Linked DNA regions of Mus musculus: region 1 is linked to region 2. Evidence: chromatin contacts called from public ChIA-PET data. All regions are on one chromosome and are shown on one strand. The core of a region is the stretch at or near the end of the contact, and the rest is flanking DNA. Distances in the headings are between cores, read along the strand shown.

The links. ChIA-PET counts read pairs in DNA pulled down with a chosen protein or histone mark.
Region 1: an RNA polymerase II ChIA-PET map of memory CD8 T cells shows a contact between it and region 2, with 16 read pairs. The contact joins the enhancer-like site here to the promoter of Tbc1d22a in region 2. A contact is called at or near these places in 5 of 115 datasets of contacts at active chromatin or transcription factors (the SCID.adh cell line, double positive thymocytes, embryonic stem cells and 1 more) and 2 of 9 other capture datasets (adipose tissue and liver).

What each region holds. Positions count from the first base shown.
Region 1 is chr15:86,248,533-86,251,805 of GRCm38.p6, reverse strand. All of the region lies in intron 4 of Tbc1d22a (TBC1 domain family, member 22a), which reads right to left. Among named protein-coding and RNA genes, the nearest start is that of Tbc1d22a, 36 kb to the right of the region's middle. Within about 2 kb of position 1,380, at least 42 of the 459 cell types and tissues checked have an H3K27ac peak or open chromatin away from gene starts, as enhancers often do. A contact at or near this core is called in memory CD8 T cells, where this site is marked.
Region 2 is chr15:86,213,171-86,216,215 of GRCm38.p6, reverse strand. Tbc1d22a (TBC1 domain family, member 22a) reads right to left here and starts at 1,757. Exons shown (of 13, transcript NM_145476.2): 1 at 1,580-1,757. The coding sequence starts at 1,641.

The sequences.
Region 1 (3,273 bases), core at 131-2,630, 36 kb before region 2:
CTCAGCCCACCCCTGATCTTGGAAAGCAATGTGGGTCCTATGAGGTGCCCAGTGCAGTGTCCTGTGACAGCAGCCTGGCATTCACCACCTGTCTTGAATTCCTCATCTGGAGAAAGTGTTATTCTGCTGTCAACATTGGGCACTGTGAATGTCTCCCTTTGAGACCATTTCAACACAGTCTAAGGCTTCATCAGAAAGCCTGTCCTGGACATGACACCCACACAATGGAATCAGCAGACACTCCTGACCTTCCCATATACAACAAAGGCATACAGATACGTGCAGACATCTGTCACCATCAGCACTGTCCCCATCAGCACTGTCACCATCAGCACTGTCCCCATCAGCACTGTCCCCATCAGCACTGTCACCATCAGCACTGTCACCATCAGCACTGTCACCATCAGCACTGTCACCATCAGCACTGTCCCCATCAGCACTGTCACCACCAGCACTGTCACCACCAGCACTGTCACCATCAGCACTGTCAGCTGCAGCAGCAGCACTGCCATCATCTTCTTCTCTGTCATTACCATCGACCTTGATTACCACATCCTCACCAGTACCATCCACATCACCAACATCACTCCAGATAGCTGGACAGTCCATGACTCCACTCAAAAGTCTGCTTTCCATTACTAGGCAAGGGCAGAGGACAGCAGACTAGAGACCAGCAGCACTCTGGTGTCCCTAGGAATCTGGAAGAAAATGATGGATCTGAGCCGTCAACGTCTGGTAAGGAGGAGCAACACCGCACAGAGTGGACTGTGGAGATTAGGTAAGCACGGAGATACTGAGTTTCTAGTTTACACAAACAGACGATGATCTAGAATGGTGGACTGAAGCACGAAGAGGAGAGCTCCCTTCCCCTGCCCAGGGCCAGTAGATAAAAGGAACAAAAACCCCATAAGCAAAATCACTGAAAACAAAGTTTTCATGGAGAGACCAATAAGCCAAAGAAGCAGAAGCAGCATTGTAAGCTCCATCATCACTGGAGCAAGGAGGTAGCAGATCCCGAGGGAATCTGAAAACTAATCACCCGGCACCACTGGGAGATGCACCCCAGAACAGTCATATGGCACCTCACAGAAGGAGCTGGCCTGTCCTGAAACTCAGCGAGGATCCCTTCCACCCACTTAGAAAGTGAGACCCAGAGAACCACAGAGCCGTGGAGCACCCTGCAGTCATGCTCAAGCTGAGACAGCGCTGGTAACAAGAACATACCCGGCACAAGGGTAAGTACAAGTGTAGGCTAAGCCACAGCAGAGCCTCGAAGCAAACCGAAAGAAGCAGAAGCTGGGACGAATACTCAGAAGTGACTCCCAGGCTAAGGGCTGGACCACTCCTAAGGGAAGGCTGACCCCTGCTGTCTGAGGCAGAAACCAACAACATAAGCAACCTCATTTTCTTCACTGAGGCACTACATGCCCACCAGTCCCGTAACAGCCCTGGTCAGCATGCGGAGGGGAGTGGCACCTCAGGAGTATAAGCTAGTTCCACCTAGACACCGCAAACCCAACCAAAAGCATGCAGGTGATTAAAGAAAATTCTGGGACTGGGCCCACAGCTCAGCATGAAGGCCCTAGGTTGTTCTCCAACACCACAAAGAAATTAAATAAAAACCAAATACAGGGCTGGTGAGATGGCTCAGCAGTTAAGAGCACCGACTGCTCTTCCAAAGGTCCAAAGTTCAAATCCCAGCAACCACATGGTGGCTCACAACCATCTGTAACAAAAAAAAAATCTGATGCCCTCTTCTGGAGTGTCTGAAGACAGCTACAGTGTACACATATAATAAATAAATAAATCTTAAAAAAAAAAAAAAAACAAATACATAACCAACAACCAAACCCCAGATGGACAAGTCCCAATGCAGAAACATGAAGTCAGAGTGATGTGACTCCTTCAACGGAACAACAACAGACCTCAGTGAGAATGAATCAGATGGATGCCAGAGAATTCAAAGGAACGGTTTTAAGAATGTTGGCAAAATCAAAGAGGACATGAACTCCTGAATGAATTCAAAGACAATACAAAGAGCTGAACAAAATAAAGATGTCAATACAGCAAATGAAGGATGAATTCAATAAATATAAATACTGAAAAAAATCAAATTGAAGTAAGTCAAAAATAACTCAGTGGAGACCTCACCAATAAAACAGATCAAGTAGAAGACAGACTATTATCAGAGTGTGGACACGCTGGATCAAGAAAACTGAAAGGCTTTCTTGCAGTCCATCTGATCACAATGGACTACAGAGCAGAAACCAACAGCAAGAGAGACTGCAAACAAACACGGCATCCATGGAGACTGACACACACCTAACAATCATCAGATTAAAGAGAGAAAAGTTAAATTGCTAAAATGTAAAGCTATAAAACCTCATAGGTTATTGCCTATGGGCGCAGTGAAAGTAGTTCAAAGGGGGAGTTTACAGCTGATTTAAAAGAAAATTGCAAGTACCTCAAATAAATAATTTAATGATACATGTTAAAAACTTAGAAAAACAAAGTACTGGAGCGATGGCTCAGCAGTTAAGAGTACCAACGGCTCTCCCAGAGCACCCAGGTTGGATTCCCAGCACCCACATGGCAGCTCACAAGTGTCTGTAACTCAAAGATGTCTGATGTCCTCTTCTGGCCTCCGTGGGCACCAGGCATGAACATGGCATGCAGACAGGTATCCAGGTAAGAGTCTCATAGTCATAAAATGAAATAGAAATAATTTAAAGAACTTAGGAAAGCAAGAACAAGCCAATCCAAACACAGTAGACAGAAAGAAACAATAAAGATGAGGGCCAGAAGCAATGAAACAAGCAAATATCCTAGCAGTGACAGAGCTGGCTTTTTGAAAAGGTAAACAAGATTGACGATCCATTAGATAAACTAATCAAGAGAGTATAAAGGCACAGATTAGTAAAACTAGAGATGACAAAGTAGATGTTCAACTAGACAAGCATGAACTTCACTAGGTCACCAGGGCATGCTTGGAAAACCTCTAGTCCAATAATTTGGAAATTGTTGATATAGACACATGACCGACCAAAACCCCAGATATAAACAGCTTATATGACTGTACAATAATCAGTGAGACCAAAGCAAGAGTAAAGTCTCCCAACTAAAAATAAAGCCCGGATTCAGGGGGACTCACACTGAACTCCACCAGCCCTTTTACACAGAGCTCACACACGTGCTTCTCAGGCTACTCAATAGAGCAGAAAGAAAGGAATGTGCCAAACTCCTCTATGACGCCAGGGTCACCCTGATCACAAA
Region 2 (3,045 bases), core at 508-3,007:
CTCTTAACAATAAATTACAGCTCATACTTAAGAAGAACTGAGGCCGGGCAGTGGTGGTACCCGCCTTTAATCCCAGCACTTGGGAAGTGGGGGCAGGCTGATTTCTAAGTTCCAGGCTAGCCTGGTCTACAGAGTGAGTTCCAGGACAGGGTTTCTCTGTCTTGGAAAAGGAGGAGGAGGAGGAGGAGGAGGAGGAGGAGGAGGAGGAGGAGGAGGAAGAGGAGGAGGAGGAGGAGGAAGAGGAGGAGGAGAAGGAGAAGGAGAAGGAGAAGGAGAAGGAGAAGGAGAAGGAGAAGGAGAAGGAGGAGAAGAAGAAGAAGAAGAAGAAGGAGGAGGAGGAGGAGGAGGAGGAGGAGGAGGAGGAGGAGGAGGAAGAAGAAGAACTGAGTCTCGAGATGTGAAGGCAACAACAGAAGTCACACTGCCACATGCTTCTGTTTATCTGGCACTAGGCTCAACGTGTTTATCCCTGTCACAGTAGGACCTTCTACTCATCATAAACTATAATAATAGCTTTTATAAAAGTTCTTAACTATTCAAGCAAGCCCAGTCCAGGTCCTGTAAAAAATACAGTGTCTGGGTACCTCTGAGGACTTCCTCCATCTCCCAAGTCACTGTGGCCCAGCAGTCAGTAACCCGTGCCAAGCCCCAGCCACTTTGAAAAGCACATTTTGTGGTTGAATACAGTGGATATCCGAGTTTACAAATTTAACATTCACACAATGGTGTCTCTTAGGAAGCACAGGAAGACAGACCATTTTCCGAGCTCACGAATGGTTCTACTTAAGTTACCTCAATGTCAAAACCTTCAGGACTGGAGAGGTGGCTAATGTTAGAATCTTAAATTTCATATCTGAGACTTTGGCTAGAAAACAGAATAAACTATGTTTGAAATCTTGTGATGGAGTTTTCTGAAATACATTTCCGGGTACTGTCTCTTCACTCCCTAAGACCTAGAGAGGCATCAGGCCACATAACCAATCACAGAAGGACTTTGGAGCTCGATAGCTTCCAGACTGCACCCAGGTGTTTTTATTATTATTCTGTGTTTCCTGTTGCTGTCAAAAGACCGGTGTCCAGAGGCCAGAAGGTGGGACCACAGAAATTCACAAGGCGCTTCCACGCTCAAAGGAAAAGCATCAGCCCACATGTGACAGACGAAAACCCAAGTGCTCAAACCACTATGCACCCCGAAGAGACCGACCTCCCCTGCAGGCACTGCCTCTCCCTGGCCAGTTTCCTGACTCAACCAAACTCTCCAGGGCATGACCTGGGTCAGTTTCTTCCAGCTTCCCCAGGGAGTCATGGAGTTTCGCAGGAGAGAACCTGCCTGCCAGGCTCTGGAAGCACTTGGGGCAGCTCCTCGTCCTCCTTGCTCATTGGTACGGCCACTGTCACCTTTCATTTCCCACACGCCCACTGCCGACCCCGACTCCCCTAGCCCCTCACATAGCCCAACAGTCTCCTAGGAGCCAGGTTCTCCTCCCCAGACTCCTACGCCACCCGCACTGCAACGGGACAGCACGGCCACCTGACCTCTGACCCCTGACCCCGACCGGGTCCTCCCCGTCACACCCACCTGCCCGGGACCTTGCTGTTGCTGCGCTTCCAGAACTGCTTCCTGGCCCCGTCGCTGGCCATGGCCGCTCCTCATCCCTCAGATCCGCAACCCTGACACCCGAGAGCGGTCGGCCACACCTCCAGCGGCCCTCTCCTGTGCCCCGGCGGCCCCCTCAGAGACACCAGGACTCCGAAGCGTAGAGCCGAGAGGCGCTTCCGCCTCCGTCCGGAAGTTGTGACTCGGCGATTCCGGAAGTCCCGCCTTCGTTTCGGGCAGTGCTTGACGCCATGAGAAGGCGACGCTGGGATATGTGCGTGGCTGTAGCGCAGGGAGGAAAGCGGAGTCTGCGAGCTGCGTATGTTCTGGCGGCGCTGAGAGCGCTCGGGTCGAGCGGCACGGACTGAGGTCTCTGGATCCCGGCCTCTGATCCCCGGCCATGAACTCCGGAGCCGCGTGCGTCTGGGGTCCGAGTCGGTCTTATTTGCTCGCAGCCAACCAGCAAGTACCGAGAACCAGAAGGAGCACAGGCAGATCGGGACCCTGCTGCGGGCGGACAGGCGAGCGGGAGGATGGAGAGCTTCTCCCGCTGTAGTGTGGTCCAAGCCTCATCGCCAGGGCATTGACCCCGGATCAGTAAACACTGCACAGTGAGGTGAAGGAAGCGACTTCCACCGGAGCACATCTGAAGCGATGGCGGGGATCTGCCTGGGCTTCAGCTGAAAAACGAATAGGCACGGAGACACGAAGACTTCATCTTGCCGGCGCTTGCGTGCTTCCAAGACCGCAGTAAAGTGTGCTTAATTGTAAGATACATTCAAGATCCAAAAATCTTAATACGGAAATGTTAATTATAAGTTTACATTAAATGATACTTTATATATATTGGGTTCTGTAGAATATATTGTTATGTTTACTTTCACTTTTTGCTGTGTAGTGTAGCTACTTGAAATTACTTACGTGATTGGTGTAAAATTTCTATGATCTTAGACTCAAGGGTGAGAGGCTGGCATCTCAGGCCGGAGCTTTAGTGAAACACTGGTAATGCCAACTTGTGGCCTTTACTACTGAGAAACATATTCACGACAGCTGTCTCGTGCACTTTTTCTGCTTTTGATATGGTCTTCCTGTTTAACCCAGGCCCTGACTATATTCTCAAGACCCAGACTTCTAGACATATTGAAAGTGGTGTTGGGTTAGCACATGGTGGATGCAAGAAATCACACTAAAGAACCTTATATAGCTTAGCCCAGTTGTATGCCAGACTTATCCTCAGTACTCAGAGCAGGGTCAATGGCCTAGAGCCCTGTATCTCAACTTTGTTCCCATTCTTTAAGAGTAAAGCCTTCTGCAGCTCCTTTTAGACTGCAGCAGCTACCTGACTCCACTTTGACTCTGCAGAAAGGGGTGGCACCTGTTCCTCTTCATTTCCTGCACAGCCGGAGCCTTAGGAACTGAAATAGTACATCCCAAATGTTTGCTGTCTG